Regions from separate parts of the Sus scrofa genome. Here region 2 is linked to region 1. A link is a contact called in public Hi-C data. All regions are on one chromosome and are shown on one strand. The core of a region is the stretch at or near the end of the contact, and the rest is flanking DNA. Distances in the headings are between cores, read along the strand shown. Region 1 holds the start of KLLN (killin). Region 2 holds the start of FAS (Fas cell surface death receptor).

Region 1 (4,871 bases), core at 45-2,544:
CTTGGCTGAGTCTACAGTAGGTGGGGCACGCTCACCAGCTCAGAGGCAGTGACAAAGTTTGTTGCAACATCGTTAAATTCACGCAGCGGGCTGCTGCCCGGAGATACCCTTTTGCCCCAAGAATACAGTACCTGAAAGTTTCGCCCTAAGGGGTAGTGTACTAGCTCCAGACCCCCAGGGTTTGAGAAGTCGCGGTGCTAGGGAATCTAGAACGCGGAGTCTCAGTTTTCCGGCCTCTAGCTTGCTCTGGGGGTAGCAGGCGAAGGGTGCGACCAGTTTGGGAAGTCTCGCTCTAAGATTTGCAAGAATCAACGGCAGCGACCAAGGCGAGGGGAGGCGGGGGCACGTGCTTGGATGTGGGTGCTTGTGTAACCAGCTCCTCAGGCTCCAGTCCCGACAGCGCTTCAGCGGGAGGCTCGTCTGAACCTGTCTTTCCACCAAGACCCAGGAGGCTCTGGGGTCCCTCTGCTTCTGAAAGGCGGGAGCCCTCTGGGCAAAAGAAGCGAAACACTTGCCTCTGGAGTTATCAAATGGGAGTGGGAATTTGGAAAGTTCCCCAACTAGGATCACACGTGACCTCCCCCTGAAAGTAGTTCCGACTGTGGCCCGTATATCCCTCCACCTCTTTTTGAACCCTCCTCGGTCTCCTCGGCTCCGCCCACTCGCCGGGGCTGCAGCTTCCTACCGTCGCGTACTTCACTCTCCGGCCCAGCAACCCGAGTCTCCGCCCGGGTGGTGGAGCGCGGAACCGGGCCCCGGGGCGATCCAGCCAGCCAGGTTTTCACAGCGGCCCAAAAGGGGGCGGGGCGAGGAGTCTTTGGCTCAGTTCGACGCGGTGAACCCTACTGGAACCCCGAGGGGAGAGATGCTCTCTGCTCTCCAGGGGGCTGGGGTGCATCCCAGCGTCGGGTATCAGCTTTCATTTCACCTGGACATTTGTCCTTTGGGATCTAGAAATTCAGGGGCGATGTGTTCATATTCAGCACGCTCTGCTGGACCTTTCAATTTTAGGGCAAATGAACCAGGTTGCCGGGGAAGCGGGAGGTGGGGCGATGCAAGGGAGCCGGATGAGGTGATACACACTAGAGACACAATAGGGGATTCTTTGTATTAAGACTGACACCTTGAGGACACGGGTGGGGGTGGGGGATAGGTGGATTTTTTGGCAGAGGCTGCTGCAGTCAAATCCCTGCGAACGATTGTGATCCGACAGCGGTGCAAAAGGACGGGGGGTTGCAGGCCGTGCCAGGGAAATCTGGGGGCAAGGGGAGAGGTGTCCTCGCTGTAGGGACCATCCTTGCGCTTCCCGGTACACTACCAGCGCAGTCACCTGGTCTTTCCCACCTGTGCACAGGTAACCTCAGACTCGCGTCAGTGACACTGCTCAAAGAACCTGCCTCAGCCTTCACCTTAACCCCCCTGTCTCGCTCGCAACAGCCTATTCTGCCTCGGGTTGCGTTGCTGGGCACAGGCTATGGTTCAGCTCGTCCCCCCACCCTGCGTTGCTGCAGAAGCAGCCGCAGCAAGTGCAGCTTCAGGAGGGGGCCTCGGAACAAGCCCGAGCGAGCCCCGGGCAGTCATACTGGGCATGCTCAGTGGCGCCAGCAGGTTGGGGACTCGGCGCTCGCACCAGAGCTGCCGCTTCTGCCCCCTCCCTAAAACCCCAGCCCTGCCCTGCGCGTCTCTCCCCTGGCGCGGTCCGGCCCGCCTCCCGCCTCCCGCCTCCCCTCGGGCTCCCAGGCGCCCCTGCCCCTAGCGCGGCGGCGGAGGGGGCGGGCAGGCTGGCGGGCGGTGATGTGGCGGGACTCTTTGTGCACTGCGGCAGGATACCCGTTCGGAGCCGGGACGCGGCTGCGCTCAGTTCTCTCCTCTCGGAAGCTGCAGCCATGATGGAAGTTTGAGAGTTGGGCCGCTGTGAGGCGAGACCGGGCTCAGGCGAAGGAGATGAGAGACGGCGGCGGCCGCGGCCCAGAGCCCCTCTCAACGCCTGTGAGCAGCCGCGGGGGCAGCGCCCTCGGGGAGCCGGCCGGCCGGCGGCGGCGGCAGCGGCGGCGTTTCTCGCCTCCTCTTCGTCCTCTTTTCTAACCGTGCAGCCTCTTCCTCGGCTTCTTCTGAAAGGGACGGTGGAAGCCGTGGGCTCGGGCGGGAGCCGGCTGAGGAGCGGCGGCGGCACCTCCCGCTCCTGGAGCGGGGGGGAGAAGCGGCGGCGGCGGCGGCGGCGGCGGCTGCAGCTCCGGGGAGGGGGTCGGAGTCGCCTGTCATCATTTCCAGGGCTGGGAACGCCGGAGAGTTGGTCTCTCCCCTCTTACTGCCTCCAACACGGCGGCGGCGGCGGCGGCACATCCAGGGACCCGGGCCGGTTTTAAACCTCCCCTCCGCCGCCGCCGCACCCCCCCTGGCCCGGGCTCCAGAGGCCGCCGGAGGAGGCAGCCTTTCCGAGGATTATTCGTCTTCTCCCCATTCCGCTGCCGCCGCTGCCAGATCTCTGGCTGCTGAGGAGAAGCAGGCCCAGTCGCTGCAACCATCCAGCAGCCGCCGCAGCAGCCATTACCCGGCTGCGGTCCAGAGCCAAGCGGCAGCAGAGCGAGGGGCATCAGCTACCGCCAAGTCCAGAGCCATTTCCATCCTGCAGAAGAAGCCCCGCCACCAGCAGCTTCTGCCATCTCTCTCCTCCTTTTTCTTCAGCCACAGACTCCCAGACATGACAGCCATCATCAAAGAGATCGTTAGCAGAAACAAAAGGAGATATCAAGAGGATGGATTCGACTTAGACTTGACCTGTATCCATTTCTGTGGCTGCTGCTCCTCTTTGCTTTTCTGTCACTCGCTCTTATAACGTGGGAGTAGACGGATGCGAAAAATGTCCATAGTTTGGGTGACTATAACATTTAACCCTAATCAGATTTCTAGATCATGTATATTTTGTGCTGCTTTTGAATGCATTCAGCCTAGGGTGTGTTCATCTAGACAGAACTCTTGCTTGGTTGCAAGTGTCAAGGCGCCCATGGGTTTCTTAGTCTGTCTACGGGGTCTCTTCCTAAGGGCTATTGTCCGTTAATACAGAATACAGTACAGTGTTAGTGGATTAGTGAGCTCGGTAATCCGGTCTATTAAATGAACAGAAAAGTAGATGCTTTGAGGTTGAGCATATTTCGATTAAATCTTGGCTTTAGGCCCTAGATCAAGGGTATAGATCAGATTAAAATGAAAATTAGTGTTGCACGTACGCATATTGCATCAGAATCTTGCAGTGATTGTTTTGAGTTTCCTGGGTTGCATTGATAGATTCTTTTAAAATGTGAGTTGTGAACTGATTTGCATAACTTTAGAGAGAATCATTTTAGCATATATGGTGCTCATTTGAAGGCAAAAGTAGGTTTGTGTGTTAAAACAAAGTTAATTACAACTTTGAACTGCATGTGGAAGTTTTGTAGCTTGAAATCAATAGTGCCGTGGTATATCTCATAAATCGTTCTTATTAGATCTTTGTTAAATTTGCTCCCCTCCCCCCATTGGGGTGATATGGGATAGGATATGAAATTTGCAATTCAGTAGCATTTTATATTCAGTGCTCTTGTGACAAGTAGTAGAATGGAGATTGAGTGGTTTTTGATCCCAGATGATAAGGTTGTATAGGTTGAAGGGTATAGTGTGTAGCAAATGGTGATTGCAGAGATTAAACTTCAGTTTCACTTGAAATTTAAGTATTATTGTGATGCCAGAATTGCTGCTCACCTTATTTAGGTATCATGTCCTCTGACACCTTTGGGTATCCGTTAATCTTACTCTGACTTGTGTAGAATGTCAAGTACAATTTATCAGCTAATAATCAGACTGGCAAGAGTGGATTACTCCAGCTTCAGATTGTAGGTGTGTTCCGCTTTTTCCATACGGTGTCTTAAATTTACTGAGTCAGCTTGTTGAATAAGATAGAAACCCAAGAATTTCAATAGTGTATAGTATTGGTTGTCTAACAGGCCCTTGTACTTCAAAAGATGCTGGTTATCAAAAGGCATTAATCTTTGCAGTTTCAGGTATAATAAGCTGGCTTTGATCAAGGATGGGAATGGAGCCCTTTTTTGCAGAATGAAAAGTATCAGAAATTGAGAGTTACGAAAGGCCAGTGTATAGACATGAGACAGGATTAAGTTACTGGTCTGAGGTGACTGAAGCATTTTTTTAAGCCTCTATTAAGATAAGAAATTTGGTGGTATGAATTTTACTAGTTGACAATATTTAGTTAAAACTATGTAGTTTTATAAGTGTTAATATTCTTTAATAAAAGTGGTTTCTTAGCAACTGTCAGTAAACATCTCTCCTAAAGGTAAAGTGAGACTAAAGTGTTTATATATGTACAGCTAAAAATTGTGGGGGAGTTTTTTTGAATCAAACGTTGTATATCTGGAGAGATTTTATTCCTTCGGGTTATGTATGTGCACATAGTGTGCACAGCTAATTTACTCGAAGTATTTGTTTTGAAATGAAGATAAAATTACTGAAGAAATAGCTTTACCACGCACACAAGGTAACCGTTTTCTGTTAAGTTAAAAAAGAATGTTTAAAAAGAATATTTGGAAATTTTAAAGTTGCATTAATTGAAAACTTTACTGAGACTGAACTTGACCCGCTTACCCAGAAGTTAATTACGGAAAAACTCTTCTGATTTGTAACTTACTTCAAAAATAGTCTACTGTTGGCGTAAACTGACAGTCATCTGAATATATAGGAACACATTAATTAACTGTTTAACTTTTTAAAATAAGCCTCCATTCAAAAAATTTTCCAGAATGCTGTTTATTAGATTGTTTTTAATATTCACAGTATGTTTATGCTACTTTTGCTATACCCATTTGATTTAAACGTATCAGAGT
Region 2 (5,533 bases), core at 469-2,968, 1.0 Mb after region 1:
CCATAACCATCCCACTCCACCCTCCCCCATCTGCCACCACCCATTCACTTCTGTTTTGTGCTATGATCTGTAGGAACAGGACTGGCCAGCCAGGGTCTTCTTTTTTGTTTGTTTGTTTTGTTTGCTTTTTAGGGCCTCACCCGCAGCATATGGAGGTTCCCAGGCTAGGGGTCGAATTGGAGCTACAGCCTATACCACAGCCACAGCAACACAGGATCCAAGCCACATCTGCGACCTAGACCACAGATCAGGGCAACACCAGATCCTTAACCCACTGAGCAAGGCCAGGGATCAAACCCGCAACCTCCTGGTTCCTAGTCAGATTCATTTCCCCTGTGCCACAATGGGAACTTCGGGCCAGAGTCTTCTTCATAACCCTCACTAACAGTCTGTTGGGAGCTGAGGCAGAGATAGGCAAAGCAACACCTACAAGACTTGGCCATCCTGCAGGGCAAAACACAAGGTCAGTGAAAGTATTTAGGAAAGTGACCTAACCCAGGCTTTAGAGCCTGGAAAGGCTGGCAGAAGAAAATGTCCTCCAAGAGGGAATCTGACGGATAAGGAACAAGCCAGTGCCAGGTCAGGCCGAAGGAGGGGAAGGAGATTCTTAATGGGCAACAGAGTGAGATGCAGAGCTATGTGGACGTTGCCAGAGATACTGACCCCTGCATCTGTTCCCAGCTTAGGAACTACTTTCAGAAACATGCTCATTAATGATGCCATTATACAAACTTCCCTTCTGTAAAATCCTTGCAGAACTAGCTAAACAGATCATCTTTTCCAAAACAATAGTGACTTTGAGTGAGTGTTAACCAAAGCACTAAAAGTGCTTTTTTTTTTTTTTTTAAAGAAAATTAGAGAGGAAATAATGAGTAACAAAGGAGAGGAAGTAATTGCGAACTTCTAATAGGGCTGGAACTGTGTGATTTGTCATAGGAGTTAGCCTCCCTCTCCTCTAGAGAAATAAAAGCCAAGGGGTGCTCCCTCTTCAGAATCTCCAGAGCACACACTCTGAAGCTTTTCGTTTGATAACTGTCACTACCAAAACACTAGTCCGGCGCTCCTGTGAGACTCTCCTGTTCCCACCCCTACAGGCACGCGGAGCTGAGTGAAGGCTGGGTCTTCTCTGAGTTCCCGGCAGTTGGCCCTGGCTCCTGCAAGGAGGCGGGAAGTCTGCGCTCTGTACCCTAGCCCTCCCCAGCCTTCCCCGTTTGAATGGCAAAAGAGTGTAGCAAAGACAGCAAGCCGGCTCTCAGGGTTCTCACCTGAACCAGACATGCCAGCGGAAACAACCCCAACGGGGAATGCCCATTTGTGCAACAAACCCTGACTCTGACTCTCTCTCCGCTCTTCCACCCCCCACCACGTCCCGCCACCCCCGCGCCCAGGCTGAGTTGCTGAATCAAAGGCGCCTTCCCCAAACCCGGCGTTCCCCAGAAAAGCTTCCTCTGCCACCCCACTCCCCTCCTCCTCCCCAGGGCCCGGGGGCATTTCTTTAGGTCTTTTCTGGTCTCTCAGAAGAGCCACACGCAGGTGTTCTGAGACGCTTCTGGAGAAAAGAAAGCGGCTGGAGAAGTAACTGGGCTTGAGCGCGGGGGGCGGGCCCTTGGCGGGGAACTTACTCCTGAGCTGGCTGGAGCGCGGGGAGGGGCAGGGCGGGACTGTCACTTCTCACGGGGTGTGTGACCTGCTCTGCTAGCAGTTGGAGAGGCTCCACAGCCATGTCCGGGATCTGGGTTCTCCTGTCACTGGTAAGTCCTCTCCTGCCTAGCGGGGGCCTCTCCCCGCTGGGTCAAGAGGTTGGCGCTTAGAGGAGCGCGCAGGACGCGCTCCGATGACCTTAAGGGGATGCGCGTGGGCGTCCGGGCTTGGCTGGTGTTTGGCAGTCTGGCTTTTCAGGGCTGCTAGGACTTTCCTTGAGGGCGAGGTCTCAGGAAACCGGGGAACGCGTCTTTCCTGGGGTTGGAGGAGAAGCGGCGATCCTGCGCGGCAGGCAAAACAGCACCGCGCGGCCCCAGGGGGCCCTGTTCGCGGCGCGGAGAGAGGTGGGAGCCGGGGGCAGGCGGGGACTTGGGATGTTTGGGGGTCGCCAGAGGGAGAGCCCTACCCGAGAGAGGAGGGGATCGTCTGGACAAGTCCTTACATGTCACCACAAAGGTCCTCCTCTGCGCGGGTGTATGTGTGAGCTGTGGGACGGTGAGAATATGAGCTCTCTGAAGACACGTTTTCTGAACGTGTCACAAATTTAGGGAGTAAATCAGTCCCGAGGCAATGGTTAAACCCGAGGCTTTGGACGTCACTGTTTCTTTCTTGAAAAGGTTATCTTGGGGCTGAATGCGCCTCAAGAGGTTTGTTTACCTTCTTATCACGACACAGAAAAAGAAACTGTTTCCCTTCCGGGAATCCCTCTCCTACCGATCGTAAGTCACGACCTTAGGTTTGGCCTTTATTTATTTATTTATTTTTTAACGTCCTGTTCTTCACTTTAGTTTGCTGAACTCGGGGAGGGAAGGAACCTTGCCCCCACTGCTCAAGCGGTGGTACCCACTGCCACCGCGCCTGCGCAGGGTGGCGAGCCTGGAGCCGGTACTTGGCCTAGAAGCCTAAGCAGCAGCCACCTCTTTTTGAGTCCCTGCCTCGGAAATGCCACCTTGATGGTCGCTAATTAAAGACGTTTGGTTTCATTTGAGTTCCAAATTCTCTGAAAGGCAATGCCTTCTTATTTTGCTGGCCCCACCAAAGTGCCAGGCACTGTGATAGAAGTGTTTATAAACGTGATCACAGTCAATTCTCAGCAGCGGCTGCAAGGTAAGGAAGATGTCCTCACATTCATTTTACAGATGGCGAAACGGGGTGCAGAAAGCTTAGGTAATTCGACCGAGTGCAACCAGTAAGTGGCAGAGCTGGAATTTAATTTAGGCCCAATTCCAAAGCCTGGGCATTTGTTGATTGCACCTGATGTCCAGATTACACCAAGAATTGAAAGGAAAAATCAGTGATGTCCGGAACCATCTTAGATTGGGGAGAAAAACAAAAGAATTCTCCCTGAATTTTTCAGAAATTATGTACCATATTTGGGCTCCTTTAGAAATTTCCTCCAAGAAAATTTAAGATTCAAAATTGAGAAACCATTTATGCAACCTCAGACCACACTCTTCTCTTTATCATTAACCGTGGCCTTATTGCAGTGTTAGTTGTTTTGAAAATCTCTCTTAGGTCTTGGGACAACAATGCTGGTAAGCATAGCAAAGGTATCAACGCCCAGAGCTATGCTTAACTTTTATACTTATAACATCTTTACCAGATGGGCAAGTTTAAAGCACCAAGGAGGAGTTCCCGTCGTGGCGCAGTGGTTAACGAATCCGACTAGGAACCATGAGGTTGCGGGTTCGCTCCCTGCCCTTGCTCAGTGGGTTAACGATCCGGCGTTACCGTGAGCTGTAGTGTAGGTCGCAGATGCGGCTCGGATCCCGCGTTGCTGTGGCTCTGGCATAGGCTGGCAGCTACAGCTCTGATTCGACCCCTAGCCTGGGAAACTCCATATGCCTCGGGAGCGGCCCAAGAAATAGCAAAAAAAAAGACCAAAAAAAAAAGCACCAAGGAAAGTGCTTTTCTAAAAGAATGCACACACGTGTATACAGACACATATGCATATATATATGTACATGTGTTTATATATGCATATTATTATAATACCTATAATATTGTGTATTAAATATAAATTAATAGTATAATATATGATATATGGTCTAAGACATGAAGATTTATTGAATAAAATATATCAATACAGATGTGTAAAAAAAAAATCTGACATATCCTTATCACCTAGATTGTCATTGTTTATCATTTTGTAACATATCCTGCATTTTTCTTTTCTAATATGACTCTTTTAAATTTACACAGAATCCTGTCTTACACCCACTGCTAGCCCAACTCTCTGTTCTTAAAGAAGTTTCCACACCATCCATTATGTCATCTTTTGTGTCTCCAGAAAATGCTTGTTTTTATGACTTTATACTTAGTAGTACTTACTTACTAGTCACAATAATAAATAAAATGGGGGTGGGAGTGCTAATTGCATGGAATGCAGAAGCAAGTTTGGCTTAATCGTGTCAACCAGCTGGAAGTAGATGGGCGGGAGCTGCCTATTTTTTCTTTTCCATATGTTCTCTAGTTCTGTTGTCTCTGGTGTGATCTGTAGTCAGTACATATCTCATGCTTCCCCTCTTTGCTTCTTTTTCTTTCCTTCTTGGAATTAGTTTTCCCTCCCCTAGTTTCTGGGTGTCATTTCCATGGCACCTATAATAAGTGCATTTGAACTCCCAAAACAATTCACAAATGTCTAGAGGACACAGAAAAAGAGTCAAATTTACTTTAGAAATGTGTGTGGGAAATAGCTGCCCTGCATTTAGTCCTGATAGGTTTTCTGCTGTAACATTTTGGTCTATGGTTAGGTGATTACTAGATGGCCATTGTCGTCTTTATTTCTTAGAGCAGTTGTCAAAATTATGGCAGAGGGAGAGAAGAGGGAAGTTGACAAAGAAACCAGTGTATTGATAAGTAATCATACAGAAGCGTTTGAGGGAGAAAATAAAAAACAGTTGTTTATTTATAGTTTAATCATTTTCCTTAACCCAGCCTAAGTAACATGAAATAGGCTCCAGTGTGTTTCTGTTTATTCTTGTGGTTAAGAGGTTTTCCTTATATCATAAAAGACTTGAAAATTCTTATGAATAAAATAAACCTATGAAATATAATTGAGAACATGAACAAGCAGAATGGAAAGACACGAATTTATAAATAATGTTAAGATTGGGATGCAAAAATGAAACCGATATAAGGAAACCCTCAGTCCCCCACAACTAGAACAATTAGATAAAAGAAAAATCTTCTATTACCCATCTCCATGATACAATTACCACCCTTAGTGGCAAATTAGGGTTTAGGTTAGAACACGTTTCTACTCTTGCGCTGAGTTTAGAGAAGGAAAAGGATGAAATAGACGCAAAGAGGACTGGGATTTGGGTGTTGTTTCTAAGTGTCTTTGGGATACTAGACGAGTAATTTATTTCTAAATAGTTCTTAATCACGTCAGTGTCAATCCTTCAAAGGAGTCTCTGGAAGGCTGCTCTCATGCTGTAGGGAAGCCAGATCACTATACCACAACTGCCAAGAACAGAATAATCATATTCTAAGAGATGATCAAAAACCTGAATAAGGAAATCCCCCACTTGAAAACCCCCAGTGACTTACTTGCCTTTTGGCAAATTACCTTAGGTTCCAAAAGTCCCTTAAATGAGCACATGTTTTGTAATAGGTACCAGAGACTTATTTACTTGTGATGAAAAATAATAATATAAAGATAATAATATATATAGCTTATTGCCAAAGAATTATTTGTAGAACCATTATAAGTACCGTAATGGATAGTATTGTATTACTTTCGCTGTGCGTGTGTGTTTGTGTGTGTGTGTCTATTCACGACAGTGGAGAAGCAGCATTTAACTATCTAATGAGTCCTTTTCATTTTCTG

Evidence for each region. A called contact is a pair of places that touch in the nucleus more often than the background predicts.
Region 2: a Hi-C map of embryonic fibroblasts shows a contact between it and region 1, with 2.1 times the contacts expected there. The contact joins the promoter of FAS here to the promoter of KLLN in region 1. A contact is called at or near these places in 1 of 47 Hi-C or Micro-C datasets (embryonic fibroblasts) and 1 of 2 datasets of contacts at active chromatin or transcription factors (alveolar macrophages).

Annotation. Positions count from the first base shown.
Region 1 is chr14:99,927,593-99,932,463 of Sscrofa11.1, forward strand. KLLN (killin) reads right to left here and starts at 1,295. Exons shown (of 3, transcript XM_021073704.1): 1 at 1,212-1,295; 2 at 654-842; 3 at 1-651. The coding sequence starts at 1,295. The coding sequence ends at 79. PTEN (phosphatase and tensin homolog) reads left to right here and starts at 2,464. Exons shown (of 9, transcript NM_001143696.1): 1 at 2,464-2,780. The coding sequence starts at 2,702.
Region 2 is chr14:100,925,587-100,931,119 of Sscrofa11.1, forward strand. It overlaps FAS (Fas cell surface death receptor), which reads left to right and starts at 1,719. Exons shown (of 9, transcript NM_213839.1): 1 at 1,719-1,751. The coding sequence starts at 1,722.